2 separate regions of the Larimichthys crocea genome follow, and region 1 is linked to region 2. Evidence: chromatin contacts called from public Hi-C data. All regions are on one chromosome and are shown on one strand. The core of a region is the stretch at or near the end of the contact, and the rest is flanking DNA. Distances in the headings are between cores, read along the strand shown. Region 1 holds the start of foxd2 (forkhead box D2). Region 2 holds the start of trabd2b (TraB domain containing 2B).

Region 1 (5,877 bases), core at 2,078-4,577, 150 kb before region 2:
TTGATGAATGAATAAACTGTAACTGTCATTGTAGTGAACAACATGTTAGTTTGTTTTAAGGTTCTGAATGAATTAGACAAGTTTAAACTTTCCACCACTAGATGGAAGCAAAAGCAAGATTTTCAACATGTGGGCTTGTTTTCACTCTTTCACAAGAATTTCTATTATTATAATTAATCACACTCATTCTAGTTGAGTTGTGAAATCATTGCCAAGTAAGCAGATAGCAGATTCCTGTGTTGCTTATTTTGTATCTCAGGTTGTTTGGATCAGTACTTCAGGATCAGTTCTTATTTGTGTTTTGATGAACTGATTTGACCTTTAAAGTCTTTAAAGAGTTTTTATTGTGAGGAAGTTTGTTACATTTGGTCAGACTTCAGTTTGCAACTTCCTCCTTTTCCCAGAATTGCTACAGCTAATTACTAAAGACTAGACGTGAGTTTGTTGCACTAATCTTTGGTTTGGCATGAATAGAGAACAACTGAGCACTAATGAACTGCTGATTATTCAGAAGTATATATACAAGGAGAACATTTGCACCGTGTTCAAGATCATTAAGAAATGGATCATGTGCACAACCTGGACTCTGGATTATGAAGGGCCAACATGTTGTGTTGCAGTCGTCACATGTGGTTAGTTATTTGAATAACAATAAGATGCACAAACAACAAACGTGCATGCAGATGTGCTTTGTGTGTTTCTTCAACTCCAAACGGCAGATAATCAAAACATCCTGCTGCTGCTGTATAACTTTCTATGCAGTCTACCATAGTCAGAGTAATTGAACACTGCGGTTGTCTCTTAGTGCTGACAGATATTGTTTATTGATACTTACTGCTGCACTGTGATGAATTTAAAATATAATCACAAACTCAGTGTAATCTGCTCTTTTGGACAGTTGATCTCGTACTGTTGCAAAGTGCTTTATAACTGGGATCTCACAATCTTTCTGATCTCAAATCTAGCAATGATAGTCCATAATAAGTTGTGCGTACAGTTAACAATTTAACAATATTTCCATATTGACATGGAACTACTGCTTCATTTTATGCGTACTGACTCTGAACTCATGACTTTCTCAAAACCTTCAGCAGCTTTCAGTTCAGTGCAGTTTTATTTGGCTCATGTTGACAGGACACATCACTACCGTTAACTGTCAGTTTAACAAGCAGTAACTGTTAAGGGTGTCATTTGTATGACTTGACCAACAGCAGGGGGCGCTTCAGCACCACAAACTGCGATGATGAGGAACTCCTCCGTGCGGGCAACATCACGGAGAATAAGAAGCAAACACCGAACCTCTGGAAACTTGATGAACATGAAATGTATTACAGCGCACGTTTGGTGGGGTTGTCAAATCTGAACTAATCTGATAAATTAAGTAAATAAAGAATCCGTTACATAATGTTTTTTTCAAGGAAAACGTGTCATGACGAAATCAAACGCTTTAATAATAAAAAGAGATTTTAAATAAAACAGGTCAATCATTTTGTAGCTACACTAAAAATGTTTAAGAAGGTCATGTAGACCATATCATCACATATAATACTGGCTAACCTGTTTATCTTTAAAGATACTCGAATAGAGTAGAAATAAACAAGTCCAGGCACTTCATCATGCAGGTATGGCCCAGCCTGTGAAAGACGGTGTGAGAGGACAAATGAATAAATAAAATGTGGACGTTGTTTTTCATCAGAAATATTTCATCATATGAGCTTGCTTGTGAGACGTGGAGAAAGTACCGTGTCATGTCTGTCGGGCAGCTGTCAGGCAGGTGTCAATGCGTCTATTTCAGACTTTAAAAGGCTCCTGACAGGCAGCGAGGAGAGGAGAGGCACACGGCTCGAGCGGGGGGCTTCTGTGGGGTGTTTAACAAGATGCATGCTTCACTTGCACTTGATTCCTCAGTGGAACAGTCATTTCCTTCAATAAAGAGAAAGCGTGCAAATGCAAACTTTAAAAAATAAACCTGTACTGTGCATTAAAACTATGAATAAAAAATGAATCTAGAAAAAAAATGAAACACTAAAAATATGACATATCTGTGTGCTGTTTGACCCGGGAGATGAATGGGGGGTGCTGATGTACATGCCTTACAATAAATCGGTGTTTCTGCAGCGTAATGAACTGGAATGTCCGCCTGCTCTCAATAAGCCCGCACACATTACAGACGCGTTACACTTTGTCATCTGCTGCCCTTTTTCACTCCTGACGAAGACGAATTGGAGCAGGTTGCAGCTGACTGTACCAGTGTGCAGCACCCTGTGAATTATGCAGAAAATGCACATGGATAATGTTGTGACTTATTGACAAGGAAAACACAAAACCCGTGAGAAGTGATCATGGAATTAGGCCACTGGCCAAAAACCACTGAGGGGGGAATTCAATCCGGCCAAATCAGCCAATTTATTAGGGAAGAGAAAAGACGCAGGCAAAAACTGATGGAACGGATCAAAGCGTGTCATGTTGTCAACATTAAAAGCAGTAAATAAATGTCAGATGAAAAGAAAGTGGCATATTTGAGTAAATTTGGCAACATCCTGACATTTATTATGAAAATATTTTTTGTTTTAGAGATAATGGGCGTAAATTTTATGCATTTCATTTGTGAAATCAAGAAAATATATCAAGTTCTGTTATTATTATTAGTATTATTATTATTATTATTCTTGTTAATAATCCTAATAATAATAATAATAATAATAAAGACCACTGACTATATCTGCATATGGACATTTGACGTGTTTGCACGTTACACGAGTTGTTTTGACCTCATTATCTGTTTTTTGTCGATGAGCGTTATGAGCTGATGAAATTTGTAAAACTCGTGAGCACATCATAAACAAATACGAAATTCGCTTTGACTAAAAGAAAATATTGATACATGCTTTGCCTGTGTTTCATAAAGATCACCATCACCAGTACACCTTATACTCTATCTTATCATACACTCCAAAAAAAGGGTCTTTTTAAGTGAGTCACGCGATCTCATATTGAGAAATAAAACCAATATAATGATGAATTTTAATCCATATTCCTAATTTTCTTAATACATTTTCAATATATTGACAAAATACAGGATAAACAAGATCGATCACTATATTAAGTCAATTCAAAACTTAAAAACAAGTTAATATGCATTACAGAAATAGAATACTTTGTAACGAAATATGATTTTTAAATTCAAGAGCAGATGCAAATATTACTTTTTGCGGGGTAATTTCGTCCAGTTCCTGGTAACAGTGACTCAAAGACCACGTGATCAGCGTGGTCCTATAAATACCTTTTGAGAGCTAAGGAGGATAGTGTGATAGTCTGGCTGGATACCTACCCAACCCCGTGCGTAAAAGATATTTTGGAAACTTGGATATCTATAAGTAGCTTTTTAAATGACCTACAACAAAAACTGTTCACATACGGAAACAATCGGATCTCAACACAACACGAGTCCAGACTGGTGCGAGATCAATGATCTTTGACTTTTTTTTAATGCCTGAAAAACTGTTTTCTGCTCGATGAGAACCTGCCCTGCCTGACCAGCCCCGGACAACCAGGAGTCGCCAAATCCACAGGTCAAAGAGTTATTTATCTTTTCAATAGATTCTAGCCATGTATGCATTCAGTAGTTGGAGATAAATCTGCAGCAAAAGTCTGGTGCGGTTGTAAAGGGGAGAGGGAGAGTGTGTGTGCGCGCTCTCGCTCTGTAGCCTCACCGGACCCGAGGAGGAGGAAATCTGGGAGAGAAGGGGAAGAGAAGCGGCGTCTCCAAGGATGACTTTAGGGACGGATATGTCCGACAGCTCTGCATTGTCCGAAGATGTGGACATCGATGTGGTTGGGGGTGACATATCCGTTGGGAAGGACGGAAAGTACATTCACCACGAGTTCAACTTGGACAATGACTCGGACGATAATTACTCCCAGAACGCGGGTGAGAGAGGTTCCTCTCCCGGGCTCAGCAGCTCCGACTGTCCGTCAGACCAGATGGGGTCCAGCGCAGAGGTCGGGACCGTGATCGGGGACAAACCCAGAAAAAGTGCACTTGTGAAGCCTCCTTACTCTTACATCGCCCTGATCACCATGGCCATCCTGCAGAGCCCCAAGAAACGCCTCACTCTCAGTGAGATCTGTGAGTTCATCAGCAATAGATTCCCTTACTACAGGGAGAAATTCCCCGCGTGGCAAAACTCTATTCGCCACAATCTTTCCTTAAACGACTGCTTCGTGAAAATCCCACGAGAACCTGGCAACCCCGGAAAGGGCAACTACTGGACCCTCGACCCGGATTCCGCAGACATGTTCGACAACGGGAGCTTTTTGCGCAGGAGGAAGCGCTTCAAGAGGCACCAGGCTAATGAAATCCTCAGGGACACCGGTGGCTTTCTACCCGGGTTTGGATACGGCCCCTATGGATACAACTATGGACTTCAGCTGCAAAACTTCCACGCAGCGCACAACCCGTATCACCCACACCACACAGGTGGTTCATTCCCGTTCCCCAACGCCCCCTGCACCTTGCCCCCATCAGGCTCCATATTCCCTGCGCCGCATCCCCTGCCCACCCTTTTAGGGGCCGATTTAAGAAAGCCCTTTTACCCTCAACTAAGCCCGTCTCTGCCGCCTCTCAAGACGGACTCCAGCGCCCCGAGTCGGCCTTCGTTCTCCATTGACAATATCATCGGTGCGGCCAACTCCACCGCCTCTTCCTACAGCGCACAGCCGAGCAGCCAGGCTCAGATCCTGGCCATGTTGACCCCAGCACTGGCCTCAGCTTCCAACCATTTGAACCTAACACAGGACAGCATATTACAACCCGGGCCACAGGGTCAGACTTTTTCCAGCAAAACCCCGAATATGAACACTTGCCCTTTCTAGAAAAATGGTGAGGTTGCCCGGTGAAAAAAAAAAAACTTTTATTAAAAAGCCACTTGTGGCGTCGTCCTGTGTGAAGGTAGGCTGTATCCTCGGTGAAATAAGAGTGCTTTTGGGTCTCCCCGTTTCCTAACAATGTAAGAGGAGAGACAGGTTTATTTATGGATTGTAAATATGTGTATAATATTAACAGACAAAAGCGAGACACACTCTGAGAAGGATCTTTTTTTTAAAAAGAAAACAGTGCTGGCCTGCAATCTGGCATGTGGCCTTCATTTGTCAGTGGGAGAAAAAAAAATCCTGTTATTTGAACATAAATTAAAAAGGTGTCACCCGATTCTTTTTTTTTTTTTTTTTTTTAAATATAATTGATAATTTTATTATGATTTATATTGTTTTCATTTTGTGCGTCGTGAGAAAATGGCACTGTTGTTGTTGACATAGGCTTTGAGACGGCAAACTCAGGTTTTACTTAGAAAGCACATGGAGACAAAAAAAATAAAAATAAAAATAAAAAAAACCCAAACAAAAATAACCATGTCCCACTATCACCCCTCCCTCCTCTACATGGTGAATTTGTGACAATATCATTTCCTGTTGTCGGTGGACACGTAGGCTATGTGGTTTTTTGGTATAAAAGAGCGCATTACCTCTCTCAACCTTTTAATTGTTGTTCGTTAATATTTCACAATTTAATCTATGAAACATACAGTATGTCATGTGTTGCCAATAGAGAGAGAGAGAGAGAGAGACACCTAAATGTTCATAGGTCATTTTTTTGTTGTAAAGACAAGAATAATAAATGTTTGTGAATTTGAAAACAAAAAAAAATCGTAAATTTTTTGTTATTGTATGGAATTTTTTTTTAATTTCACAGAAAGGGTCAATATAAAATAGACTAAACAGCAGCACATGAGGTGAACTAATATAGATGTATGCTGCATTTAAACGCGCAGATGAACTGTCCTCAGCATGCATGCTGCAGGGTTTCATTGTTTCACTTTA
Region 2 (6,521 bases), core at 3,099-5,598:
GAAAAAACAGTCCAAAGCCTCCGACTTAGGTGACCTCCAGACTAATTCTTTGACTGGATGCATGTTCTCTTCATTTCTTTGTCATCAGACAAGTAATTGAAGATGATATGCTCCCCTGTGTTTTGCTCATCAAGCAATTAGGTTATTTAGTTCATCTTGCTGTCTCCGGTTACAGTGCAAACCCTGCAATACCGCAGAGAGCCAGACAGACAGACTGCATTAATGAAAGAGAGCTCTCGGCTCTTCTCACCTTCTCTAATCTGTTCTGCATGTGCATCGCTCATCCTGACCCTCTGTGCAGATTCAGCTGATGAGTGTGTTTGTTTAGTGAGGTGGAAGGACATCCATAACCATAAAGCTGTCTCCAGCAGAAAGGTTTTAATCTCTTTTTTTTCCTCCTCATATTGACTTTTCCCACATTCTCAAACTGTTTCTCACAGATTTAGGGTGCAACACCCAAAACCTGTGCACACATACTCAACATTTACTATCCCAACCTGCTTAGAGTTACTTTACTACAAGCTGAATGACACAGAGCACACAATCTTACATCAACTCATGCCCCCTCTAGGCCTGGCTTGTCCTTGCATTTTCTCCAGCTATTCCAGCTTAGTGCAAAAAATCACTCAAATACAGAAAGGAGAAAATAAACAAGTGTTCCTCTCTTCTTTTACCTGAGAGAAGTTGAGCCCGTTGAGGGGATGACACTGCTCCTCCACACGCTCCACGGCCCCCGTCATCTTTCCCATCCTCTCAGCCTCTTGAGCCAAGAACAGATCTAGCACAGGCGTCCCCCTGGATCGGACGTCCCACTCTGTCAACGAGTTGACCATCAGCATCACCCAGACAGGCCTTTTCCTTTCCCAGTTTCCCGCAATGGCATTAAACAGGTAGTCAGCATACAGACCGCGCCTACGCTGGTCAGCGGTCATCCAGTAAGGCATCATGTGTTTGACATAGTCCAGGTGGCGTTTGAGGCGCCGGTACAGGTCTCGAGGTAGCAGAGTCTGCAGGTTTTCCCCGTGGGGCAGCAGCTGGCAACTGGTCAGCTTGAGGATGGTGAGAGAGTCGGTCAGGTCCAGCTCAAAGAAAACATTGTGGCTGCTATGGAAAGCCTGCTTAGACCTGTCTGGGATGAAGTCCCATACTCGAGTGTAAGGCACGTGGATGGTACCAAATAAGTATGAAGGTGGATGAGGAGGAGCTCGCTTTATTCTCCACAGGAAAGAGTTCATGTCACTTTGCTGGAGAAGAGGCAGAGGAAGGAGAGAGAAGCAAAGAAAATAAGATGGAGGTCAAGATTTTGAGAGCAAAAGGAAACAAAAATACCAGAACTATCATGTTAGAGCATTTCCACTTGCCTTAAAACTAAAACTGACACATTTTTCCTCTGTTGTGGTTTACTGGCTCATAGACTCGGGTCAACAAGTTAAAGATTGAATTACCATTTTGAGATGACAGCAGGGGAAGCATGAAGTCTATAGCTCGGGGTTGTGCTGCGAGGACTTGCTGCTGTGGTGCAGGCAGCGGGTTTATAGAGGGGCCTTCTGGGCTGTAAACAGACCCCCGTGTATTGTTGAGGTGCATACCTCGGTTGCCAAAGCCTCTTTTGGCCTGGGAAGCATTTTGAAGGCTGCAGTGAAAATATACTACACTGGAACTCATAAAAGCCCAAAACTGAAAGAAACCTGCTCTCCATTGTGACCCCACTGTGACACTTTTGTTTGTGATTTTTTTTTTTTTTTTTTACGCCAGGCACTGAGATCTGGTGCTGACAGGCTTAAGTACAACACTGTTTCTGTCCCCAACGGTTTATATTACAGGAAGTGTTTGTCTGCTGTGGTTATCTTCATACAAAACAATGTCACAATGGAAATGAAATAATCACAGCCACTTGAAATGAGCATAAGGACGCATTGCATTTAAAATATGTTTCTTGTTAGGAGATTTGCAAATGTGCTGTGCATGTGCAATGGCTTTGATGTTGGCATAATTTAAATATGAAAAAAAAAACGAATTAGCTTCTATAAACAATACCAAACTTCTGGCTTCTGACACACAGTGTAATCAGGCATTTGAGGGATGAAACCCATTACTGTAAAATAAAGTTATTCTTAGAAAATGTTTACTTCTAAAATTTAATCAAGATTTCCTTCAGCTGTGCTCCAATTATATCGCACACTGCCAACGCTGCCTTTGTCATATAAAACTTTTCAAACAGCTGCCAAAAGTCAGTGAAGTCGTCTTGTGGGATGTTCTGTTATCATCACAATTAACTACAATGCACATACAGTCATTTCTGGCACACGCTCCCTCTGTCTCTGACAAAATAAATCGAAAGTGCTATATTTGATTTGGGTGCAGCGTTTTTCTTCAGTGGAGATACACTGAAATGTTTAAACAGTTTGTTTCTAGGTTTCTAACTCGATTTTCACGTTGGCAGAGCGCAGCCGACACTGCAGACTGACGGGAAAAGTTTGGACGGCATTAGATGCATTAGTGCATTCTCCATCATAATTTAGAGACACGGAAACTTAAAGAGCAGAACTATTTTTTTCTTTTTTTACGCATGTGATGTGCATTTTTTTTGTTATTCGTTAACTAGCAACTGCGCGCTTAGGCCCCATAAATGAAGACTTTTCGACATGGAAAGTGTGGTCGTGTCCTGAGGAGAGGCGAGATCCCCCTCTTTGCTAAAGCTTGCGTGGACTTTTGTGGAGAGGTTCGACGCGCAGGGCTCCGTTTTATGGGGGTAATTACTCCTAACAGAAAACAGAGACCACTGTACTGACGCATTACAAATCACATGAAGAGAGGGAAGCACGAAGCTCTTCACTGATCTCTGACAACACATCCATTATCCCATATCCTATAGAACATAATGCACTAAAGAAACAAAAGCCTGTGATCTAATCCAAATCACACCCTAATGACATCCGCACAAACACAGCCAAGCGTCTTATTATTATTTTTTTAAATGAGCCTGTTGCTGAGGTCATATGTTTGTTTTTCCAGTAGGGTGTTGGATGTGATGTTTGATTTTTTTTTTTTTTTTAAACTTGTTTTTCCTTGATGTCAACGATGCATTCACGGTGATGCAGAGCTGACAAACAGACAAACAGATCCGGATTGGCTGGCTGCACCTCAGACTTGAAGCCACATTCATAATTTCACCAATATGCCCCGATAAGTGTTTTAATAGGCTCTGTGTTGCGCTGAAACATGATCACGTCTGAAAAGGTCATGGCAACTTTTTCCAAATGAAGTCAAGTCACCCGTGGGTGTTCCCCACTTGCATTTGTCACATAAACAGCCATAAACTCGGCGAGCGGTAACGATATTTCTCTGCAACTGCTTTCATTTCAGATATTTAATGAACCAGAAATAACTGAACTTCACACGTCTGACATAAGATACAGTATTTAATCACTTATTATTATTATTATTATTATTATTATTATTATTATTATTATTATTATACATTCAGGCTATCCACATTAAGCATGTCATTTTAACTTGTGCATCTAAACCAGCTTTTTGTTTAGCCGTCTCTTCACCTCATTGCACATCAGTTTATTAGTCGATAATAAATATCTAAACGCTCGTAACCTTTGACCTCATTGTAGAGCTCAATACGATAAATAATAAACTATATGAGATGTGAAGTTTCCCCTAAAATGATACCATAAAATCCTATAAAATCCTAAAGTGTCACCATGTTAAGTGCATCACTTATTTCTTTAGGTTGGATATAACAAACTTGTCAGACAGCGTTATGTGTTATGTATATATATACAGGCGGGTTTCATGCTTGTCTGTCTCGGGAGAAATGAGGCTGTTTGATTTGATGAAGTGTCCCAACACGACTCACCGACTTTGGTGCGTCGCACTGCTTCGGTCTCTCCGGTTGATGTGCGCCCCAGGGTGCCACAGTGTGCAGGAGAGCGCTCAGGAAGATCCAGCTGAATCCCGGCAGGCAGAACATCGTGTCGAGGTGACAGGACACTTCTGACAGTCAGCTCTAGGAGACTTTTATGTCTCTCTTGTATGCTCTCTTCTCTCGCTGCCTTGTCACCGTCTCCTTTTTAAAAATAAAATAAATAAATAAAAAAAGTTACCGGTGGCCTCTTGGCTCACATGTGCCGCTCGGCTGGAGGACCATTCTGCCTCTTCGCCATTCCCCGACGCTCTCCTCGGCTGCAGTCAACTTCTTTTCTGTCTGAAACTTTTTTCCTGTTTTCTTTGACTCGGTGCTGAAGTCCTGAAGCTGGAGACTGTTTGGAGAGTTTTCCGCGGTGCGCTCCGAAAGTTTGGAGCGTCTTAACTGGGAGAGAGGGAGGTGGGACGATTTGAGAACCCCCCCTTCCCCCTACCCCCACCAGAATACACTCACACACACTCACACACACGTACACACACACACACACACCCCTGCGTCTTTTAAGAGGAGGGAGCGCAGGTTCAGAGAGAGATGACAGGTTTGCGTGAGGAAAGCCCCACAAGACAGACCCAAAAGGAGTGCGGAGTGGTGAATGAATGTTCTTAAAATGCTCGTATAACTACAGTGAGTTATCACTACACGGCAGCATTTCATATAACATACTCGAATATCTCTGCTCAAGAATGAATATGATTACGAATATCTTTGATCTTCCCTGGTATCATATTATTCAATTAATTAAAGATTAATTAAGCACTTAATTACTTAATTCATACTGAACTTTTTTTTTTTTTGCTTGATCATATTTCTTATATATCACTGCGGGTTTTTCCTGTTTTATTAATTGTTAAACTGTTAAATTATGTCTTTACAGTGAGACCAAAAAGACTTTTTCCAGGTCTTTCAGCCTCATTTCAGTCTTCTTCTACACATAAACGGCCTGATGTCCAGCCTGTATGTTCATTGTGTTTCCTCACATCAATCTCACCACTGCGCTGCTGACGTTTGTGTGATATTTTTTCTAGAAACTATAATTTGGTTTCTGTAGCTCTTTACTTTAAAGAATACAAAATACACAGAAGTCAGGTGGCACTGGCGGCCGAGCGTTTGATTTGGTTTGGTTTTCATCACAGTCATTCCAAAGATGTAAATGAACAATATTTCAAACGTTGTCATGTGCTTCCTCTTCAGGAGGATCACATTTATCTCTGTCCGTCTCTGTTTGACAGCCCTGCAGCAATCAGAGGGTCTTGTTGCAGCAGAGAGCTCCAGACCTTATTTGTATGATTAATGATCACAAATAAACAGGTCCAAGTAAAGACAACTGTGAGAAGTGTTTGGTTTATTTTCACTCTGGCGCTCTTCTTAAGATGTATTTGGTCATGATGTGGAGCAGGCGAATCTGAAGTCAATGCCTGTGTTGAGAGAAAGTGGCCCCTCTCTGCTCAGGCCGCGATGTCAACGCTTCGCTACTCTGCTATGACCTCAGTTATTGTCCAAGTGGCAGACAGTGTGACAGAGTCAAGTAGTGGGAAATTTATCATGGAGACCCCTCAAACAAGTGGCACCGGGCCCCTCCCTGCAGGCCTATAGCAGACGGACCTTGGACAAGCAGCTCTTTGTCCTCAGCCATGTTTTCCCTTCCTCTCCACTCCTCTTCTCACCACTCCATGCTCACTTCTGTTACTGGGCAGCTTTGTTAGCGACCGACTGTCCCTGTACACTCATTGTATTTTCCATTCAGATGAGGCAGATTGGGTGTTTCTGCCGAGTGTCTTTGATCAGCTTGTCTCTTAACACAGTCTCACGTTGTAAAACTGTGACACCTCTGCCCTTTGACCCTTTGACTTCTTTTATTGGGCACCATTCATCAAGCTCTTAGAATATGAAAGGCTGAAAAGTCAATATTTCTTTGTTTTATACATCTGCACGACGGCCTACTTGAAGGAAGCCTCAGATGGTTTTAGATTCATGAAGGCAGCACATAAAGGAATAACACAATAGAACCATGTTGATCTAATCTAATCTTTTTATCCTCGCTACTCTGTTTCTCCCCTTTGTGGCTCCTGCTCTGAGACAGGTGTGGGATTTCAGTTAGCGGTTTCATCTGCTCTAATATGTCCACCTGTGGACTCAGGTACTTGCTTTAACCACACCTTGCAGAGAGGGCTTCTCTTTGAAGGTGCTTTTCACATTCTTGGCCGGTTAGAAGAGGGCTTATGAGCGGCTGGCTGCAGGAGATTCCTGGATGGGGGCCAGCGCTTACAGCATAGTGCGCATATAGCCGGGGACGAAAGAAGACTTTAAAGTTAATGTTCTGTTAGCAGACCACAGAAACGCTCACTTATAGAATGCACATCTGGGGAGGCGTTAGAGAGAAAGGCAGGCAGGAGAGAGCGATCTAAAGGTATTTTTAAAATGTTAAACAAAGACTGATCTGCTACTGGAGCCTTTCAACACTGATACTTTCCTCCACTTTCATTGACTTTGCATATTTTCCTTGAATGTGTCCATTATACACAGTATGGACCCCATATGGACAGATAAAGAAAAAAACCCAGAGGGAGGTAGGGAGAAGGAA

The links. A called contact is a pair of places that touch in the nucleus more often than the background predicts.
Region 1: a Hi-C map of muscle shows a contact between it and region 2, with 2.2 times the contacts expected there. The contact joins the promoter of foxd2 here to the promoter of trabd2b in region 2. A contact is called at or near these places in 2 of 7 Hi-C or Micro-C datasets (both in muscle).

What each region holds. Positions count from the first base shown.
Region 1 is chrXVII:18,698,654-18,704,530 of L_crocea_2.0, reverse strand. It overlaps foxd2 (forkhead box D2), which reads left to right and starts at 3,327. Exons shown (of 1, transcript XM_010730243.3): 1 at 3,327-5,217. The coding sequence starts at 3,772. The coding sequence ends at 4,875. It overlaps LOC113748027 (a long non-coding RNA gene), which reads right to left. Exons shown (of 4, transcript XR_003464068.1): 3 at 1,743-1,923; 4 at 1,430-1,634.
Region 2 is chrXVII:18,549,843-18,556,363 of L_crocea_2.0, reverse strand. trabd2b (TraB domain containing 2B) reads right to left here and starts at 4,348. Exons shown (of 7, transcript XM_019279549.2): 1 at 3,872-4,348; 2 at 675-1,244. The coding sequence starts at 3,985.